Linked DNA regions of Drosophila melanogaster: region 2 is linked to region 1. A link is a contact called in public Hi-C data. All regions are on one chromosome and are shown on one strand. The core of a region is the stretch at or near the end of the contact, and the rest is flanking DNA. Distances in the headings are between cores, read along the strand shown.

Evidence for each region. Hi-C and Micro-C count contacts between places; a contact is called where the count stands out from the background.
Region 2: a contact with region 1 is called in a Hi-C map of the Kc167 cell line, with 4 times the contacts expected there. A contact is called at or near these places in 4 of 107 Hi-C or Micro-C datasets (the Clone 8 cell line, the Kc167 cell line, the S2 cell line and 1 more) and 4 of 7 datasets of targeted methods (the Kc167 cell line and the S2 cell line).

What each region holds. Positions count from the first base shown.
Region 1 is chr3R:30,304,789-30,312,045 of dm6, forward strand. CG34300 reads right to left here and starts at 1,852. Exons shown (of 4, transcript NM_001104510.2): 1 at 1,732-1,852; 2 at 1,560-1,642; 3 at 1,371-1,506; 4 at 1,020-1,310. The coding sequence starts at 1,852. The coding sequence ends at 1,228. It overlaps heca (headcase), which reads left to right. Exons shown (of 6, transcript NM_001276174.1): 2 at 4,364-4,460.
Region 2 is chr3R:30,385,734-30,393,237 of dm6, forward strand. It overlaps Fer2LCH (Ferritin 2 light chain homologue), which reads left to right and starts at 2,071. Exons shown (of 4, transcript NM_080063.4): 1 at 2,071-2,188; 2 at 2,847-3,169; 3 at 3,466-3,595; 4 at 3,964-4,676. The coding sequence starts at 3,478. The coding sequence ends at 4,529. It overlaps Fer1HCH (Ferritin 1 heavy chain homologue), which reads right to left and starts at 2,445. Exons shown (of 3, transcript NM_080134.4): 1 at 1,731-2,445; 2 at 586-863; 3 at 1-523. The coding sequence starts at 1,797. The coding sequence ends at 251.

The DNA.
Region 1 (7,257 bases), core at 602-3,101:
AATTTTGGACCGGCGAAACATGGACAAACATGAAAGCCATTAAATTCGACGAGGGCAGCTGCTTGGAGACACGTCTAAATTTAGCGCGGGTCTCGAGATATGAGTATCACATAGAGGGACAGTTGGTATCACAAATATAAGGCTAAAACCATATCAGTGAATGTAATTGATGGGAAAACGTTTTTAATACGATATAAACAGAAGGATGTATACACAATTGTAAATCAATCCATTCAGTACGTTTTCAATATGACTAAATTTCGTACAAAAAATTATCGCCCTCTCACAAATTCGATTTACCCAAATTAAACGATTCTCCATAATCGATTAAGGGCATTTTCGAGTGGTAAATTAAACACTTTCGGCCTTTAAATTATCCAATCACCCGATTATCGATTATGGCCACCGCAGGCTCTCCACATCCGTTGACTTATATTTTTGCCACGCACTGTCAGTGGCCCGCGTTGTATTTGCATAAATTAAACTAATTGGGCGCCAAAGCAAAGTCACCGCAAATGAATTTACATAAACCAATGTATGGAGTGGTGGGGGAGGGGGGGCTTACAGTGGAGCGGGGGATCCACAATCGAAGTTTAAGTGGAGCTCGCTGGCCGTTGTTTTTGTTTTGTGTGCGAGGCAATCCCCGAGACCCGAGACAGAAATTGAAACATTTCACATTTTTAATTTGTACGTGATAGGGCAAATAGTTTTGCCACTTGATGGGCACCCTCCCCCCCTCCCCCCTCTCACTTTGTGGCACGGAAAATTATGCAGCACACAAATCAGCTCCAGTTTTTCCTCCAATTTTTCGAGTTTTCCCCTCTCGACTTGCATTGCATGCTAACGTGGCTGGGCAGACAAATCGACTCTTTTTCTGTCTGGCAGCACTTAGCACGTGATTGAAAATTGCCCGGGAATGAAGTGATTGGGTTTCCACTCCTCCGAGAAGGAAAACAGTGGAATAGTATTCCCTTCTGCAATTCCGATTGCCTGCAATTCATTTACTGCTCTTCCATCGTAGTGATGAATACAAAATATATTTCTCTGTACAAACAATTTGCGGAACTTTGCTCTTTTCGTTTTTCTCTTTGTCTTTGGCATTAAAGGCAAATTTACAAATTAGTGTGAAATTAGGGCCAAAACAGAAAATAGCGTACATAGCGCAAAAACCAACACAAGAGCGCAGAATAAACACTCAAGATCCAGAATTAACGATACCCCTTCGCCTCAGTCGTCGTTTTCGGGATTGTGTTCCCAGAGAAGGCGTCGCCAGTAGAAAAATGCCACTATCCAAAAATAAAGGCTAAAAGCTGAAGGAAATAATTGGTTTGTCAATTGAATTGAATTGGTCAAACAAAACAATCACTTACCTAGGGTGAAGAATACAGGAATCGATTCTAGAGTGCAGAAGCTACAACTTAACGCATAATTGATTATAAAGGGGCTACAAAAGATCAGGTGGATTATATCTGTTACCAGATAGATGATCACCAGAAATTCGATCTGCTGTAAGAGATGATATGGGATCAGAGAGTGGACTTGCGGAAGTGATCACATACCAAGATACTGCTCATCATCAGAAAAATCGATCCAAAAAAGTGCACCATATAGGCAGCTCTGCTAATTACTAACAGACGACCATCTGTTTGTGGGAATATTATAACCAATATATTAACCAATTTATATTCTCTAAATTAGAAGAGAATAAAAGCAGAGCTTACCTCTGCTTACCTTCGCCAACAAAGAACCCCAGGATCGATGCGAAAATCTCGAAAAGCGCCATGAAAAAGCATCCCGCCCGCAGATTCACACAGCAGCAACAGGATTTGAGCCAGGTTCCCCGACATTTCATCTCTTGTTTGACAGCAGGCCAAAGGCCTCGTCAGATCAAAGATCCCATACTAGAAAAGTGCATGTTGCAAAGCGGAAGGTCACACTGCAGCAAAGACTGCTTCAAAGTGCGCCATGGTCACTCTATTTTAGCCACTCCATTTGGCTAGAAAATAGCTTATATGGCACTTCAGTTTCGCTTGTGTATCATTTTTTGTTTTATTTTTTTTTTGTCGGCCATTCAAGGTCAGAGTCAGCTGCTCGCAACATGTGATAATGTTTGGTATTCTAATTTGAAACGCCTTTGTCTTGGCTGCTCAACTCATTTGGCTCATTCAATTTGACAGGCGACGGAAGCGACGCCGCCTATAAATTACAGCGTATTCATGGCTCTCGAATTTTGTTGGTTGGGACCTGGTTTCTGATTCCGCCACTCGGACTTCGCCCAGCTGTGTCTGCACATCACTTTCAGCTCAATTCAAGTCCAAAAATTTCAGACAGGAAGAACCGGCCAGCCCCCAAAATCCAATGCCCATTGATTGTTCCAATGACAGCTATATGCTATAAGCTATATAGCTGGAGCTGACAGGAGGCGGATCTGACTCATGTAGATCTCGAAATGAATGCAAAATTCGTAAAATAATATAGTATCGAAATATGAAACAATCTTACACTCTGCTAAATGAGATGCTTGATTGGAAAAACCGGGGCTGGCTATGAAGTTAACAGTCGAAGTCATTGTAATCAGTCGTGTTGCAAAGTGCTTGTCACTAGCTAGATGATTATTTATTCTACTTACTTGCTTGCCTATTAAAAAACCATTGAATTCGCCTTTGCCAGTGTGATTATAATCCATAATTCGCTGACCAAATTCATGGGCCATCCAAATACGATATTCGATTTTATTCTGGCACGTTGTGCGCCCCAATAAAGAAAGGGGTACACTCATAAAAATTAAGATCGCTCTGATTGGGAGCTCTTGCTAAAGAAAGAGCAGAAAGAGCGCACGTGTTCGGGCCAAAAATGTACAATAATAGGCGGTGAGAAGGCCAGAGCAACGCATTTGGGCCATTAAAATTCATTAGCCGTGCACATCTCGATCTGGAGTGCGAGATCCGATCAATAAAATAAGCAAACAATAAAGAGACCGGGTCGAGCACATTCATTCAATATGAATAGCGATCTGAACGATCTGAACTGACCAGCAGCTGTGTGTGTTTTTTTTTTTCGATTCGAATTAAAATTCATATTGCCCAAATTAGCAGAAATCGCTCGAGGGGCGAAAGTTGTGGGTGGCTTGGTTGGCTGAGGAGTGGAACGCTTGGCTTAATTAACCTTTCGAAATTGAATTTCCTCACCGCTTGTAATTGTTTTAAAAATAAATTACAAATTTGCAGCGCTCTGTTGATTAGCACAAGTCGATGACTAACTCGAAAATGACGCGACATTCGGTCTGCTTTGTTTATGTTATATAATCGAAGTCAAGGTGTAAATAAACAAACAGCGTATTATAGCATTTCTAATGGCTCAGCTTTCGCCTGTTCCAACAAGCAGATAAGGTAGTTTTTGTTGTTGTAGATAAGTTGAAATTCCACACGAGCTAAGTGGGGGGGCCCACCTCCCCCACCCCCCCACGCAAGCTGATAAGAGCTGTAGAAATAAAATTAAAATTTAAATAAACCGAAGGGGGTAAAAAACAAAAAACAAAAAACAAAAAACGAAAAAAAACGAGACAAAGCTAAACGAAATCTATTCAATGTCAAGGTCAACAAATGAATTCGAATGTTTGTCCCATGTCGTTTCTTCTCTCACTGCTTTTGCACATTTTCTGTTTGCTTTCGTTTTTGTTTTTCTTGTTAATTTTATTGTATATTTCTGTATATTTCTGTAGATTTTTTCTTTTTTTTGCCTTATATTGGCCATTGTTGATAACTTTATTTGCGTTTGCTTTTGCTTTGGCCGTAGGCCATATAAAACAAGCTGAAAGAAAAATATGGCAAAAATTCCCAGCGCGCCCCCCCGAAAAAGCTAGAGGGATTTAAAAATAATTTTATTTGTTTTAATTTTATAATGTCATTCCTAAGCTTTTAAGGCCATTTGAGCAACATTTGTTTTTGTTTTTGTTTTTATTTTTCTGACGTCAGTAAAAGTGGGCAAAGTAAATGAAAAGAAATTTCATTATACATGTAGACTATTAGAGAGTCACGTAGCATTCGATTAGTCAGAATAATGCCAAGTTACGTGGCTTGCGGCCAATATAAATATATATATATACAGCAATATTTACATAAGCGCATAGTTTGGCGAGGGAAATCCTTATCGCCATCGCATCCGGCTTGAATTCGAGTTCGAATTCGAATTCGCATTCGAATTGGAGACTGGAGGAATTTCCGCTCGCCTGTCATATTTGCAATTTTCCAGCTGTCAGTGAATTTACATTTTTATTTAGAGGAATTTGTGCATTCACATTTATATGCGCTTATCTATATTTTTTTTCTGATTTATGCATATATTTCTCTACGATTCTTTCCAGCTCCACATCTGGCTGCAATGGGATCTTTTCGCGTCGCCTGGACTTTTCGTCGTTCAATTTGCTGCCAAAGACTCGTTTGAATTCTTATCAAGTCAAGGTGAGTTATGTCCATGAATAAATATGTTTGTATGTAATGCACCAGTCGAATACCTAGGGTATTTACTCGCACACTCATTGACAACGTTGCTTACACACTCATATTGAGAAACCGCAAAGTTGGCTCAACTTGAATCGAATCCGCCCGCTTTCTTGGAAGGACAGGCAAACAAATTTGTATCTGCCTGACTTGACAAACTTGCAATTGGATATGCCTCGGTTTAGAAGTGCAAGTAGATGGTTCTCGACTTGACGGCTTATATTTTCATTGGATTAGATCATTTCCAGCTGGTCAGCAGCAGAGGCTGTCAAGCTGAGCTAGAATTCCCGGAAAATGCAGCGTAGAAATATAGAAATATTCATTGTCTAAGCTGTTTTTTTTTTTTTGCAGTCACATGAGTAGCTAGTGCGACAAAAACAACTCAGAAGCAGTGGACAGAATGGGCTCTAGTACTGTGTATTATTTAAACTATATATATTAATCGAAACAGCGCTATTCTATTTTCTCAGTGCACATCATCTTCGATTGTCAATGAGTGCATTGAAAGTCAATCAAGGGGAAAAGTCTTTGGGCCTGCTGCTTATATTTCAATCTGCGCCGCCCCTCTCATTCAGCTTTTCCAAACCCCCTTCAATCCGAACCCCCCCCCCCCCACATTCTGCTGCATTATTCCCTTCTGTATAGGCTCCTATATTACCCCGATTCCCCTGTGGAATTGTTTCGGATTTCTGTTTACACTCGGTGTAATGCCCAGCCAAACAATTTGATGGTCGTGTGGGAGTAAGGGAGATGAGATGAGATGGTTGGCTCAAGTGTAAGTTGATTTCAATTGTACGCCACTGGCCACTGCACTGAGAAAATTACCACACACAAAAAAAAAAAGAAACAAAAACAGATGTAATAATATCTAGTTCGAAATAAAGTAATGAAATATATTACATTTCTTTCGGTGCCCCCGCCAGTCATTGGATTTCGAGATACCCAAACCCTTCGACGAACTGCACATTGTTGTGGATTATGCTCGGTTGAATCCCATTGTTGGTTGCTGCTGCTCCCTCCGATTGATATATATGATTGGGCTTGTGGTTGAGGCGGGCACACGGCTATTGAACCGAGTAAAACCGATTTGGAGCCGCAGTTCTGGACTGGGAATTGCTTGAAGTGGCAATTAGCGAGCCTCCAAGGCGAGCTGCACCATTTGCGGTTGTCAAACCGAAGCGAACCCATCTCCATCCTGGTCAGAACTCATGAAATCATAGCATATATGTATGTATGTACGTGGCTGCACAAGTCCTTGGAGTGCGCCTTGAATATTTCATAAGCAGCAAGGGCGAATTTGCAGCAGGACAATTGGGGGGAAAATCCTGGAATACACAGCTACCTCCTCACCTGTCTTTTTCGGTTTTCTGCCACCCGGGAGAGCTTTGAATACGTTTTGCGTAGCCAAAAATTGTTGTATCTGGCGAATGTATCTGTATATCTGTATCTGTGCAGCTGGTCTCGCCATTTCCCTTTTGGCCAACTTATGCGATGTCTGCACGCAGCAGCCAAAATGCAGAAAGAGAAGGCATTGTCTGGCAGCGAATTGCTTTTAAAAACTTTACAATTCAATCTCTGGCTGCTCCTTTTTGGCATGCATTCCGAATTGCATTTCGTATTGAATTTATAAATATTTAATGCCATTCAAAACGCCATGCACAAACCGCCGCAGTGAATTTCGTTTTTGTTTAAACAAAGTGTGTCTAGGATTTGACGGTTAGAAGTTTTTAGCCGGGTTTAAAGTACCGAGAAACAGAAATAGAAAACGAAAATTTCAAGTTCGCCCGGCAAAGTTTTTCCTGTTTGCCCAAAGGATTTAGGATCGAGTAATAATCCCCAAGTCAAACAAAACGGATCAGAATCACAAAAAAAATAGTAAAACCGGTTCGCGGTTCGTCATAATTAAGACAAGTCAACTTGTTAATCATCCAGCAATTTGCTGTGCCACTCAATGATTCCCGAAAGGGTTGTTGCAACGCCTCGCTGATTTTTTAATCAGCATATCATAGACTTCTGGGGCTGGGGACTTAACCTTTTTTTTTCCCAATCAGCTGTCGACATTTTGGCTGTCAAGGGATTTGCGTCAGAAAAGAGCGTAAAAAAGCGAGGCAGCAGCTATAATTATAATTAACACACAGCTCCGGGGATTGAACTTCAATTCGAACTGTGCACATCTGCTAATTGTTTCGGTTCTTCCTTAATCCTTTGCTTTCTTTCGCTCTTATATAAATTCATATTTATTTTAGAGGGGCGTGTCCGATGATTCAGGCGAGATCTGCTCTGTTTTCTGCGCGCTTTTTTTTTTTAATATGCCAATCAATCTTTGTCTCTGGCGAACTTTAAGCAAGAAAATAAGTTTTTATATAAATGATTGATGAGCGAGCGCTCCGCCATGTGTGTCTGTCTGTGCTTTTTGCTCCAAAATCGCAATCGCAGTCGGAGTATTTTTTCTTTTTTCAAATTTGAATAGAAATAAATAAATGTTCGTTGCCTGTTTGCGATCATTTTTTTTTCTATTCGCCTTCCTATTGCAAACTGACACCACACATCACGGCATTTCCTTTTGGCTTCTGGCTGGCGGAAATTTTCCCGAGCTGTTGTCAAATTCAAAATTTGAAGGGAAACGACAGGCACTTAATGGTATGGTACACCACTTTTGGATGCTCTTAACAGGAAATTATATACGATGTTTGAAGACTATTGCCAAGTTTCGTTTAAAAGGGGAAATAGTACGGGAATTTAAGGACACATCATTTGG
Region 2 (7,504 bases), core at 821-3,320, 81 kb after region 1:
GTGGAGCCCCCTCCCGAGGTGTACGGAAATCACAAGTGGTTGATAAGAAAGAACAGACGTGGAATTTTGCTGTGCTGGTTTGAGGATCGCAGTCGAACGGATAATTTATTGGCCAGTCGCCGACTTGGCTGGTGATGATTTAATAGCGGACCCTCGGGAAGGCTCTCTGGGCTGACAGATAACAGATAACTCGACTGGCTGATAATTTTGATGCGTGACTGGGCGCTGCGCCTTCTCTATCTCCACCTCCTTACAGGGTCTTGTCGAACAGGAACTCGCCCAGTTCGCCGTTGGTGTCCATCATCTTCTTGAGAGTGGTCAGCTTGCCGGCGAGCTCGCGCTGTCCGTGGAGCTGCTCCTCCAGATAGACACCGGTCAGGTAGTCCACCAGGTGGTAGTGGTTGTAGGGCTTGTTCTCGCAGGTCTGGATCAGCTTGCGGATGGACTTGGTCACCTTGATCTCCAGGTCGAGGGCGTCGGACAGGGCGGCGGCACCATCGGTCCACTCCTGCTTGGCCACAGTCTGTGGGGGATTCGCCAGGATTAGCTGGGCTTTTGGGTTTTCTAGGCGAGTCGTCGACTTACCGGCACATTGATCAGATCGCTGACTCCCTCGGTCAGTTGACCGCGCATGGACAGGTACTCCACCAGCTTGGATCCGTGCTCACGTTCCTCCTTGGCGGCCTTGAAGAAGTGCTCGGCGAATCCAGGGCGGTTGACGGTGTCGCGGGAGAAGTAGGCGCCCATGGCCAAGTACTGGTAGGAGGCGTTGATCTCCTCCTGGATCTGATTGCGCATGCCCTTTATGCAGGCATCCTTCATGTCCACCCAGTCCTTGGTAATCTCAGGAACAGCCAGGGAGCCTGCAATGGGATAAGGTTGGGTTAAGTCGGGGGACCACGATAACAATATATGGCTAGTATTCAGCTTTAAAAAATTTATTTTTGTAATCAGAACTTAGGTAAATTTTAATATTTTAAAAACCTTTGCACTCTTGGTCTTGACCTTCATGGCTTAGGTTTTGTTTTTCTTTTAGTTGATGCTCTTCTCGCTCCCTTTGAAGCTCTCTCACGAAACTCTTGCTTTCTTGCTTGGCTGAGGGGTAGGGCGTTGTTGGTTATTGCATTTAAGAGGGCGTAATTGCATAAACCTTTGAAATTGCGCTTGAAATGCCGCTATTCTAGGGCACAAAAACCGTGTGCAAAACTGTAATGGCCTACTCTCCCACTCTCTCTCTCTGTTTTTGTAACTGCATTGGTAACGTGCGCAGCTCTCGCCGCCATAGTAACGGCATTTGTTTTCGTGTAGTGCCGTGTGCAAAAAGCATGGTTCACCATGCTAGCTCACTCGGCCCGTAAAAGCCGTGTGCAAAGAGCGCCTTGAAATGTAACAACAAAAAGTCAAGCTTATTTATACCGCAATATTCATGGAAATGAAAGCGAAATTCGCATTATTTAATTATGAAAATTTATGTATAAAAACTGGTTATCATTTCCCCAAAGCGCAACGGAAGTATCAATAACTTTTAAATCAACTGGTTTGGTAACTTCACTTCATTGACGAAAGAGAGTGAAAGAGCGTCAAAGAGAAACGGCGCATGCTCTTTTCAACGCATTACAAATGTTTTGCTTCTCTTTGCGTATTGCGTCGAAATTTATTGTTTTTTTTCCGATGACCTGCCTTTGTTTTGTTTGAAATTCTGATGAATAAAACGTAACATTAGTACTTACACTTGAAATCTCCATAGGCCTGGGCCACCACGGCCAACAGGAGCAGGCTAGCAATTAGTTTCACCATCTTTGATCGTCGAACGTAGTCTTTACACAAAATCACAGAACAAAAATTTGTTTTTCACTTTAGTTTGATTTGCTTGAAATGCACAAATGAGAATGAGGCGACTCGAGTTGAGCTACAATGTTAAATAGGCGTTGAAATTGAAAATCTAGCTGCCTTTACACACACTGGCGCAGAAGGCGTCGCCTGCTTCAATTTGATGGGCTTGATTGGGATTATTTTCGACTTCTCGAATGCTTTCCAGTACCTTCTGCTGACAGCTTTAATCTGATTTTTCAGTGGAGCTAAGGCCTTTCTACGTTGTGTTTTAGCGAACTCGAAAGCGAACTGTCGCTCCGAACGGCGCACAAAACACTTTTAAGCGCGCGCGCTCTCGGTTTTTCTTCGTGTGTGTGTGAGTGATGGGAGAGTGTGCACTGTTATCTTTTCAACATGTCGCCCGTTCTTTGTTAACCGTTTAAATGGCTGATAATTGAATATTCCCGATAATTGCCGCACTCAATGTGATACACACGTCCTCAATATGGGTATACTTTGTATAAAGTCGGGTTTCCTAGTCAGATAATCCCCACTTACTAAGAAGTAAATTTATCAAATGCAATATGGCCGCTCTTTTGAGATGCGCATCAGCTGTTCTTTGTTTTTGTTTTGGCCGTGGGAGAGCACCACGTCATGTGTTGCCAGGCGGTTTAATTATTGCTGACAATTTAATTCACATTTTGTCAAGTTGATTTGCACGTTCGAAGGGGGGATCAGTCACCCACTTTGATAACTGCTAATATGGCGACGGCTCTTTTTTACGTGTCGCTTGCAGAGCTCCAAGAATGACACTTGATAAGAAGGATACATGGTGGGAAAACTTACAAATTACATAATTTGTTTGTTGATTGGGGAAACCCTACATTATCTCCGAACCCAGCAATAATATGTATTGTAAATAGCAACAGTCTCAAGCTCGATGCTGCTGTGAATTACCAATATATCAAAACTTAAAACATTATCTTAGGAGGTAGATGGTTTATCTGCAGTTTATTTTCAATTCTCATCGTTAGCTGATAAAACTCTCAGGAAACCACTTGAAATCCAAAGTGCAGCGTCCATATTTTGCACACGCTGACAACCCTGTCGTGAGTCACCTTCCAGCAGGCGCAGCAACAACAGCACTGGCAGCGGCCATATTTGAATGACACCGAAATCCCGCACTGAGCGCAAAACAACACATGCCCATGCACGCTCTCCAAAACCACACACACACAGCCATATCGATCGCATAGAAAGAGACGTACGCGACGCTATAAACAGCAGTTGATTTTCAGAGTTTCACCAAGAAGCACATAAAGCGATTGAATTATTAATAAAAGCACAGGCACTGGAAGTGAGTTTTAATATTACTAACTAACTACTTTGTGAGTGTTTAGTTACGAAAACTAGAAAATAATATTCTGGAAACTGTGTTTTTAAACCGACCACCATATAAATTTAAAAACCAAAACATTCCATTGGTGGTGGTTTTGTTGTTAAAAAAGAGCACAGAAAATTCAAGAAAACGCTACGACGCAAAACGAAAAAACTCGCCCAAAATGAAAACAAAAGTGTCTGTTTTCCAATTGTCAATTGTTGTGAAACTAATTTCCTTTGTTTTCGCCTCTCGAATTTGATTTTAATTTACAGTAAACCGTCGACATGAAATTTTTCGTTGCACTCGCTCTCTTTGCGTGCCTCGGCTCTCTTGCCTTGGCCAAGGATGATGAATATTGCCAGAACACTGTAATCACCGCATGCTCTACGTCAGCCTTTTCGGGTGAGTAAAGAGAGCGCCTCTAAGAGAGAGTGGCTAATCTGTGTTGTTGCTTTTTGTATCTTTGTAAAACATAATAATAAAAACAAGCGCTCACGGGCTTTTTCACAGGCAAGAGTAAGTGAAATATAGATTGGATGTATTTCTGCACTATCTCAGATTTCGTGAAAATGAACACTTTCCAATTCTTACTGCATTACGGCCCTTACATTATTATTTTAAAGATACAAATACAAATTCAAAATTCTATTGCCTTGTTTAGTATGGCACTACCTAGTTAGGAACCATTAAGACTATGTCATTACTATTGGATGTGCTTCTGCTCTCCTATTCTAAGAGTGTGATCTTTATTATTTGCTTTTTCCCCGTAGCCAACTCCATTTGTAATGCCCGTTTTGCTGGCATTGACCATATTGAGCCCGAGATCCAGTCCTACATCAACGCCAACTTGGCCAAGTCGTACGACTACCTCCTGCTGGCCACCCACTTCAACTCCTACCAGAAGAACCGCCCCGGCTTCCAGAAGCTGTACCAGGGACTCTCGGACCGCTCCTTCGAGGACAGCATTGCCCTGATCAAGCAGGTGACCCGTCGCGGAGGAATCGTTGACTTCAACACCCGCCACGAGTCTTCCGGCTCCGTGAGCACCAAGCGCGGCACTCTTGAGGTCGACGAACTGCACTCCCTGGCTCTGGCTCTGGACACCGAGAAGCAGCTGGCCACCGGAGCCACTCACGTGCACTCCCGTGCCACCCACGCCACCGACGCCGAGAGGGATCCCGAGCTGGCCCACTACTTCGAGGAGAACTTCCTGGGCAAGCAGGCCGAGAGCGTGCGCAAGCTGTCCGGCTATGCCAACGACCTCGCCAAGCTGATGAAGGTCCCCGACCCATCCCTGTCCGTCTACCTGTTCGACGAGTATCTGCAGAAGCAGTAAGGAGTGGAGACCACCTCCTTTTCCTCCTTCTTTTTCTAACACGCTCCTACACTGTCTCCTCAAAATTGCTCTCATAATTCCCTTATAAATTTGTTTCCTTGGATTGTTCATCAATAAATCGCAGTGCAGCAGCAGCATTATCAAAGCAGCCACAAGTGAATAATTTACACCGCGAAATTCACCTTGATTTACCAGCACACCAGATTGTGATAATGTTATCATAAATAAGTTAGCAAGTTCGCCCCAGCAAATGTATCTTTAGTATGTACGTTACCGCTTGAACAAATAATAAACACATCAAAGAACCTAATTATCAACTAGTAAAACAGCAGCATTTTTGCCTCTCTGATAAGGTTTGGGTTTGGGTCGAAATGTATCTGGTCCTCAATGAGGGGCGTCTGTTTGCGTTTTTTCTCCGAGTGCTGCTGATTGCGGGCTGGCTGGCAGTGTACTTTGGATATCATATGGAACAATGAAATATACAAAGTCGAAATGGTATCGGAAACTACTCAGTTCTGCGATCACAACGGGTGTAATGTTCCATAATGTTGTGGTTTCTGATATTCTTAGAATGTGCCTTCAACTAAAAACCATATGTTTATGTACAAGCCATCAACGCTTGTCTAAAAATAAATAAATAAATGAGAATGTAAACCCATGTTGTAAATATCGTAGTATTGTATGCAAACTACGTTACCATTTTAAAATCATCTTTTTGACCATTCAGAGACTGGAATCACTTAGGATCTAGTGGGATCTATCTATCTCAATATCAATTTATTACTTTCTTTCAATTGACAACCTAAATCGATGGTGAAAAGTGAAACCTATCTCTCGCAGTGATCTGTGGGGCTTAAAGGAGCCCGACTATCTAATCAGTGATACACTCCTCCGCCGCTGATACGAAGGGGCCACGTTTGTCATTCCATGCGAGATTCTCTCTGTCGCCTTATCACTGCCTGGTGCACACGGCTTTGCCGCTCCGGAACCGGAGCAGATCCGCCGGGCGCCATCTTGGCCGTCTGCTGACTAAGTCGGAGACTCCACGATGACGTGGATGTCACATTGTTGCGTAAGCCGATGCAATCTCGGATTTTAATTGTCCCCTGAATTTGCATCGCAGTTTCCCTATCTTCCTCTGCTCCCTCCTCACTCTCCTGACCTACAATAATTGTTGTGAATCCCTATTTGTGAATATGAGTTTTTTTTTTATAATCCACATGGAAGCTCTATTAATTCTAGGAAATTCCGTAAGATCCTATAACAGCTGCTCAATTAACGTGTGAAATAGGTAAAAATGTATCTTTAATCACTTTTGAAAGTGGTTTTCTCTAAGCATTTTCTGCGGCATTTGAGTAGCTATTGTACTATGCGACTATGGATCCCAGCCACGCATCGAAGCAATTTATCAATTAGCGACGCCCATTCAATGAGGACTTTGCTCATATCGCCGCACATCCGGAGTACGGATACGGTCCACTAGCACGTGAAATGAACGTCAATTTGCCATTTTAATGCCAGGGGTCAGGGGTCATCAAATCACAGCATCCGTATCTGCGGCATTAGGCGAATCCGTGTAATAACTGCGTGCTCTTATGTAATTAGAATATGACAGCCATAAGAGAAAACTCCATTCGGAATCATAACAGTTAGGACCAAATGGGATTCAAGTTGATGTGGTTTTGGGTTGGAATAGTGCTTGGATCGCTCCGAGTGGGTTCTTCAGTGTCTCCGAGTGCGTGCAGCGGTCATTAAATAATAATCCACTTAATATTAATTGCCCTGATTTGCGGATGGATGCTGCCTCAATGATTTTCGTTATGTCCGCTGGATGCACAGGGAAAAAAAGAGGGTAGTCAAGTCTTGGAACCAATTAAATATAAGAATATAAGAAGGGATACAAGCTTAGTAACTTTGACATTTTTATATTGAAGGAATGATCAAATTAAGGCGCTCATTTTTATAGACCATAAGATTTCTCTAAGTGTACGGTAGAGAGTAGGGTGGCTAATTGCGGTCATTTGTGGTGCATTTGGCGAGGATCTTAACTTCGTCATTTGTAATTGTTTGGTCATGAGCCATCGCACAAATTATGTGGTCCTAAACTGGTTTTTCGAAGCCATTCCACACATGCTCTAAATGGCGGCTATAAAAAGGTGTCTTTGCCCCAAAATAATTCTATTCATTTATGCATTTTAATAAAAGCGTCAAGCAATTACAAAGGGTTGTGGTTGAGGTGGCAGGGGTTAAAAACTATTTGGGAGGCCAGATGTTGTCAAAGGATTCCGAATATTTTGGTTATTGTTCGCCATCCAGACAACTATGAATATGAGAATGTGTGTGGGTGTGTGTCTGTGTGTGAGTGTGTGAGAGTGTCCAGGACATTTGGGCACACATAATATGTATGCAAAATAGCAATTTAATTTCGTTTTATTGCAATGCCATTTGCAGCCAGTGAAAGGCAGCTGCGCCGACAGCTTCCGCCAGGCTCCCATAAATAATCCTTGAACCACTCCCCCCCCCTCTCTCACGACCACTTCTACGCCTGTGCAATTTTAATGAAAAGTCTTGTCTCCTGTCCCTTTGTTTTTCGCCATGTTTTCGGTGGCAAGGCAGACAGGCAGGCCAAGAAGCGAAATTGTTTGCCATTTTTCATTAACAAATTTTTACTGGCGCGGGACTGGGACTGAATAAACGTCCTTATCGCAACGTAAATATTTCAACAGGACTTCAACAGAAAGTGGCAGGATGCAACTTGCAACGTTGTTTTCCCCATCGAATCAACAGTTTCGTCTTTAAAAATTAAGTACTTCACTTGCAATTGACTAAGGTTCTTGTGTCTTAATTTTAGTCAGTTTATATTAATTAACCATTGAGTATTTTTTGGGTCTTGTCTGTAATCTAATCGTTTGTATATTGCTGATCAATAATTATCAAATAAAGCGAGCTGTTGCCACACTAATGCACACGGCTTT